2 separate regions of the Arachis hypogaea genome follow, and region 2 is linked to region 1. Evidence: chromatin contacts called from public Hi-C data. All regions are on one chromosome and are shown on one strand. Each heading gives the region's core, a stretch centred on a gene start, on an enhancer-like site or on the middle of the called end of the contact. The rest is flanking DNA. Distances are from core to core; before and after follow the strand shown. Region 1 holds the start of LOC112803490 (ATP-dependent Clp protease ATP-binding subunit CLPT2, chloroplastic). Region 2 holds the start of LOC112803523.

What was found. A called contact is a pair of places that touch in the nucleus more often than the background predicts.
Region 2: a contact with region 1 is called in a Hi-C map of leaf, with 3 times the contacts expected there. The contact joins the promoter of LOC112803523 here to the promoter of LOC112803490 in region 1. A contact is called at or near these places in 2 of 8 Hi-C or Micro-C datasets (both in leaf).

What each region holds. Positions count from the first base shown.
Region 1 is chr1:47,264,056-47,266,929 of arahy.Tifrunner.gnm2.J5K5, forward strand. It overlaps LOC112803490 (ATP-dependent Clp protease ATP-binding subunit CLPT2, chloroplastic), which reads right to left and starts at 1,448. Exons shown (of 5, transcript XM_025846990.3): 1 at 1,047-1,448; 2 at 930-968; 3 at 734-843. The coding sequence starts at 1,312.
Region 2 is chr1:47,454,089-47,456,816 of arahy.Tifrunner.gnm2.J5K5, forward strand. It overlaps LOC112803523, which reads left to right and starts at 1,387. Exons shown (of 4, transcript XM_025847029.2): 1 at 1,387-2,130; 2 at 2,216-2,305; 3 at 2,385-2,530. The coding sequence starts at 2,276.

The DNA.
Region 1 (2,874 bases), core at 198-2,697:
AATGCCATAAAGGCATAAACACAAGAGAATGTATGTTGTGGGGTGCATATATAAATGAGTGCCTTTAGATGGGACGTACATTGCAACTTGCAACAGTGGGATTTTCCAGCTCAAATGAAGTCAATCAGACAGATAAAGTATCTTTGATCCCTTGAATTTGTTTGGGGAGGGAATTAACTCCATAAGTGTTTTGAATACAAACTAAGTAGATGACTTTCCAACTATAGTTGTCAGATAAGATTCTAATTCTATCAAAGAGAACAGGCAGTGAAAAAAGTGAGAAAGGAGGAAAATAGAAGCACAAGAAATTAGATGGCTAAATGGTAAAATAAATCGAAAATTAAATTATAGAACCTGACATGATTAGCACAATTTAACAATACTCTCCTATTTCAGGACTAACATGACTAAACCAAGCTGTTATCCAAAATTTCAAGGCCCTGCACATTTATCTATCTCAATTTTCATCTAGTGGAGGAATAACGTTGTATCCCAAAACGATACCCTAAACCAAGAATCGATTTTAAATTGCAGCTGCAGTCACAGGTGCAGTTCTCTTATGATATGAAAAATTGTACCAAATGCAGCTGCAACTGCCGCTGTGCAATATTGTGGCAGCGATTATGGTAACAAGCCCTTGAATGCAACAGAAGATAAGCAAATATTATGAGGAATGGTATATGAAAATGCAATCAAAAAAGGGAAATTGGAGAGAAGGAAATGATATTATTACCTTCAATGAGAATTCCCATTATAAGGGCTTCGGTCCCCGTAGTGGGATACTTCAATTTCCTAGCCTCCAACTCTCCCATCGCGAATGACTTTATAGCCTTCCCAGACCATCTCCTCTCATCAAAACACAACCAACCAAACAATGCCAATCAAAATAAATATAAAAATAATAGTGGGTTATATTTGGAGATACTCACTTGGGAACGTTGTCAACCGAAGAAACTCGCTCTGGATTTCTGCACAACAAATCTGAACAACTCGATAACTTGGAGAATTGGGGAGAACCGAAGAGAAGAAAGAGAGAAAGGGCTTACGCGGTGGGGAGGCTGAAGGAGATGGCGGTGGAAGCGAGAGGGTGGCGCCGGCGATTGGTGTTGCAACAAGACACGAATTGAGGTGTTAGGGTGCAAGGCTGAACGCAGAATAGCTTGGCGCCGAGAAACGAGCGCTTCAGTGGTCTCGGCGTAATCGCCCGAGCTGAAAGTTCTCTGTAATGGAGTTTATTCTGACGTGGCAGATTGGTTGCCAGAACTTTCGAGAAGGAGTGCGCAGTAGCATTAGCAGCAGCAGCAGCCGCCATTTCTTCTATTTCAGTTGCTGCGAACACTCACCTTGATGATAGATAGAAAGTTGAATTCTTTTCTGTTTTCCTTTTGGCAGTTGAAAATAGAAACACAAGTACACAACCCCCATACGGCGTCGTATATAGAAACATCAACTCAGACAGTCAAACCTCACCCTTTCTTCTTATATTTTTGGAGACTTCCTGTGTATGGAAATTGGGCTAAAATATGGCCATAAAGACAGAAGGGTACTGGGGCCCGTGAGTTACCCAAATCGTTCGTGACATACCCAATGTACTCAAAGTGCTACTGCTATAACTACCAAAAAAAAAAGTGCTACTGCTATCGATATATGACGTTACAGCGTGTCCAAAAAAAATTATAATCTTACAAAATCCGTAGCGTTTGTTTTCGGAGACAGGACACAGAGACCGAAAGTTTAAAACGTGTTTGGAGGTAGAGACATGGACACAGAACACATTGTCTCCAAGACACTATTTTATATTTTTTGTCCACTCTTTTACGAAGGACAATGATAGACACAGGATTTAAGAAGATGGATACGGATTTTTTAATCAAAATTTTTTCCCTTTCTATCCTTAGATATTTTTTATTATTCTACTATTATCTATTCTTATTTTTCTTAATTTTAGCTTCTTCTCTACATCGGAGTTCTTTTTCTCTGTGTTCTTTTTTTAGATACTCTCTTTTTTTTAGAATTTTTTATTTGACTGGATAATTAATTTATTCCTTTTTATTGTTCATTCTCTTCTTTATGGCATGCTGTGTTAATGGAGATTTAATTCACTTCTCTATTTTATGTTACTTTATTTATTTTTAATTTTGTTACTTTAATACCATTTTTATCTTATTGGTTCATAGACTAATTTTTCTTGTAATTTTTTGTACTCTTACGTACTCTTATTTTTTATTAAATTGATTTGTACGATGTAAAAAATTTGAAATTACATGGCTATTTCAGTCATTTTGCATATTATTTTAGTTTTGTCCATGTCTATCCAAACATAATACAGGACATTACATCAGTGTCTTGTCCATCATATCCAAACACAAAACACAAAAAATAATTTTTAGTGTCTCCATTCTATTGTCTCTGTCTTAGTGTCATGTTATGTCCTGTCTCCAAAAATAAATGCAGCCTAATGTCTCAATTACCAATAGAAAAAGGACTTAACCTAAACATTATGGTAAACAATGAACAAAAAAGGTTCAACATACAGTGAAAGAAATCAAGACCAAAACCACAAAAAAAAAGTGAAAGATATCCGCACACCTCGTCAATGAAATTCCAGTAATAAATAAACATGTTTTTAATCAATTTGGATGGATCGAGTAGTCAGCTCATTCGTCTGCTTAAACAAGTGTTAGGGGTTCGAATCCTGCCTTGTGCATGCAGCAACTCATTGGCTAGCGACAGACCCTTAAACGGAGCTTAGATCCGCGACAGATTAGTTCTTGACCTATCAGATTGGGAGATGTCATGGGTAACCAAAAAAAATAAACAAATGAATAAACATGTTTCTCAGCTTACATCCCGTTTGTTAATTCCAAAAATAGA
Region 2 (2,728 bases), core at 137-2,636, 190 kb after region 1:
ATAACCCATTTATTTTAGCTTTATAATTAATGAGTTTATGATGTTTACTTCATTTTAAATGCCACTAATTGGATGATTACTCAATTTATTAGCCTAACCACATCTATTTGTTGATTTCATTCTGGATTATACTATTTTTCCCATTTTTTCATGTCTGCGACTACTATTGTTCCATGTCTGCACAGAGCTCTCATTAGCCTAACTCAATTGGACCTTATATTGTATGATTGAATATGTAGTACAAACTTGCAAACAAACTGTTATTAGTTACCTTAGTTTATTCTATTACACTGCACTTGTAAAAATTTTCATGGATAAAGCTGATTCGATTCTAGACCTTATTAAGGTTTCTCATAGTTTGAGAATCATAGTCTGATAAAGTAATTGCTACTTTTTTATGTAAAAATGGTCTAACTAAATTTATTTATATATATTTTTATAAAACATAAGTTGTACTTGATAGAGTGCTTAATCAGATTTAAAGAAGAGGGGGAATCAGTATAACTGAGTGTGATTCATTTCCTAGACATAAGATTTGCAGTGTTTATTTTGAATGTGTAACTCTGGATACAGTCACCTAAAAATAGGAAAATGTTCTTTTACAACAAGCTTGTTTTTAAAGCAAGGGGGAAAATGTATATTTTCTATATCTTTAAAATCTTTTATGCGAGTGTTTACTTCTAAGACGTAAGGATAAAATATTATTTGCTAATCTAGAAGTGTGTATAAGGTTGTAAATTGTAATTCTTCCTGAGTAAGAATATGTACTAGTTAATATATGCTTTACGCATGCAAGTGTGGACCCACTTATACTTGAGAACAGAATTTGCTATGAAGGCAGAGTAAGAAGAAGGATTTTGCATCTAACAATGCAAGTTTGGTATTTTATGTAAGACCCAAAACTTTTGAAAAGTCTTATTATGATCAAGTCTCAAATCAAATGGTTATTTGTAGCCTTAATTTCAGAAATTATTTTATTAAAGATAATTAAGGCAAGTTTTGATTTATTGAAATTGAGACGAGTTATGATCTTTATCCAATTTTATAATTATTGGATTATTTTCTATATTTGAATTATAAAGTTGATAGTTATGAAATAATAAAGATTTTATATGATTTGGATTAGATAAGTAATATTTTAAATATTATTACTGCTATTTTGGAAAATGAAGAAATTAAGTATATTATTTCTAATTTTTGGATTTGGGCATTTTATTGAAAATAATTTGTAAAATTGATGAGTAAATAGTATTTTTCTATATACAAATAGTGTTGGATTTAAATTGGATTTCAATTACTATATTATCCCTATTTTTGAGTGAAATTACCATAATGCCCTTAACCCTAATTTTCAAAATAAAACCCTAAGATCCTACCCGGTAGCCCATTGCTTCCCCATTCCCCAACTGCAGCCAAAACCTTTCTTTTCCTAACTCAGCAGCAGCGTTTCTCTTCCATGAAGGAACGAAAACAGAATAGAGAGGGAGAAGGACTTAGCGCCGCCGGCTGGGTACTGCCGCCGTGATCGCCAGACTGCCGCACGCGAGGAGCTCCGCCGTCGAAGTCGCCCCGTTCATCCCTGCCCAGTCGCGGTTCTGGCACCCATCACCCCATTCCGTCGCTGGAGATCTCGGAGCCGCCGCTCGTTGCTCCATCCTTGTCACCACCACTGCCTCTATGTCTCCCAACGGCGCCACCATCGCTGCCGTGGATCGCGACCAGAGGGGAGCACGAGATCGAGAGAGAGTGAGGCGTGGAGACGGCGTCGCGCGGAGAGGGACTCGTCACTGCCGTCGCGCACAGCCATGTGTCGTCACTGCCGTCTGAACAGTCGCCGTCGCCCTGGGGTGTAGTCCGCCGCTGCCGCCAGTGGGGGGTCACTACTGTGGAACGGAGGTGAGAGAGGGAAGCAAGATGGATTCCCTCCGCTTCTGGTGCTTTGGTTCGCCGCCACTGCCGCCGGAATCCTTGGCCGTCGCTCCTACCGTTGCTCCATTTGGGTTCTGGGTGAGCGCGCTGCCACTGCCTTTGGAAGCCGCTGCTTGGGCCAGGATGCTATGGTGGTTGCTAATGAAGCCGCTGTGGATGGGGCTGCCATGTTCAGTAAATTCTGCGAGTTTCGACACTGAGGTAAGAGTTTTAAGTTTGGTTACTGTTCCTTTGGAATTCCGGGAAGAGTGTTGATAACGCGTGGTTATACAGCTGCTGTTATTAGATATTCAGACCGCCGTTGTCGCCCAAAAGTTATTGATGGAGCTGCTGCCGGGCCGATTTGATGTTGCGGCTGCTTTATTTCGTTAATACAGTGAGTGTTTCTGTTTCGAAAGCCCTGCGCTAGTGTTCTTTTCCGTGTAACAAAGTAATTGTACTGTTAATGGTTTTAGGAGTTAGAATCCAGTTTCCTTGTGCCGTTTGTAGCTGTTTCTGCTTTGAGAGAGCAAGCAGAGCCAGGATTTTGGTTGATCGGTGATTTTGGGCTGAGCGAAAAGGAGTCAGTTAACGCATTTGGGGTTATGGTTTGCGTTTTGAGGTAGGGGTGCTTTCCAAAAACTATGTTTTATGTATTGGAATTATTATATATGGATACTGATGTGAGATATTGTGTATTTGGTGATTGTAATTGCCTTATGTATTATTTGATTGACTCGAATGATTATGGATGTTGGTTTGGCTGAATTGTTGTGCGGCTTTGTGAAATGTAATGTTTTAAAGTTGATTCTTTAAAGAT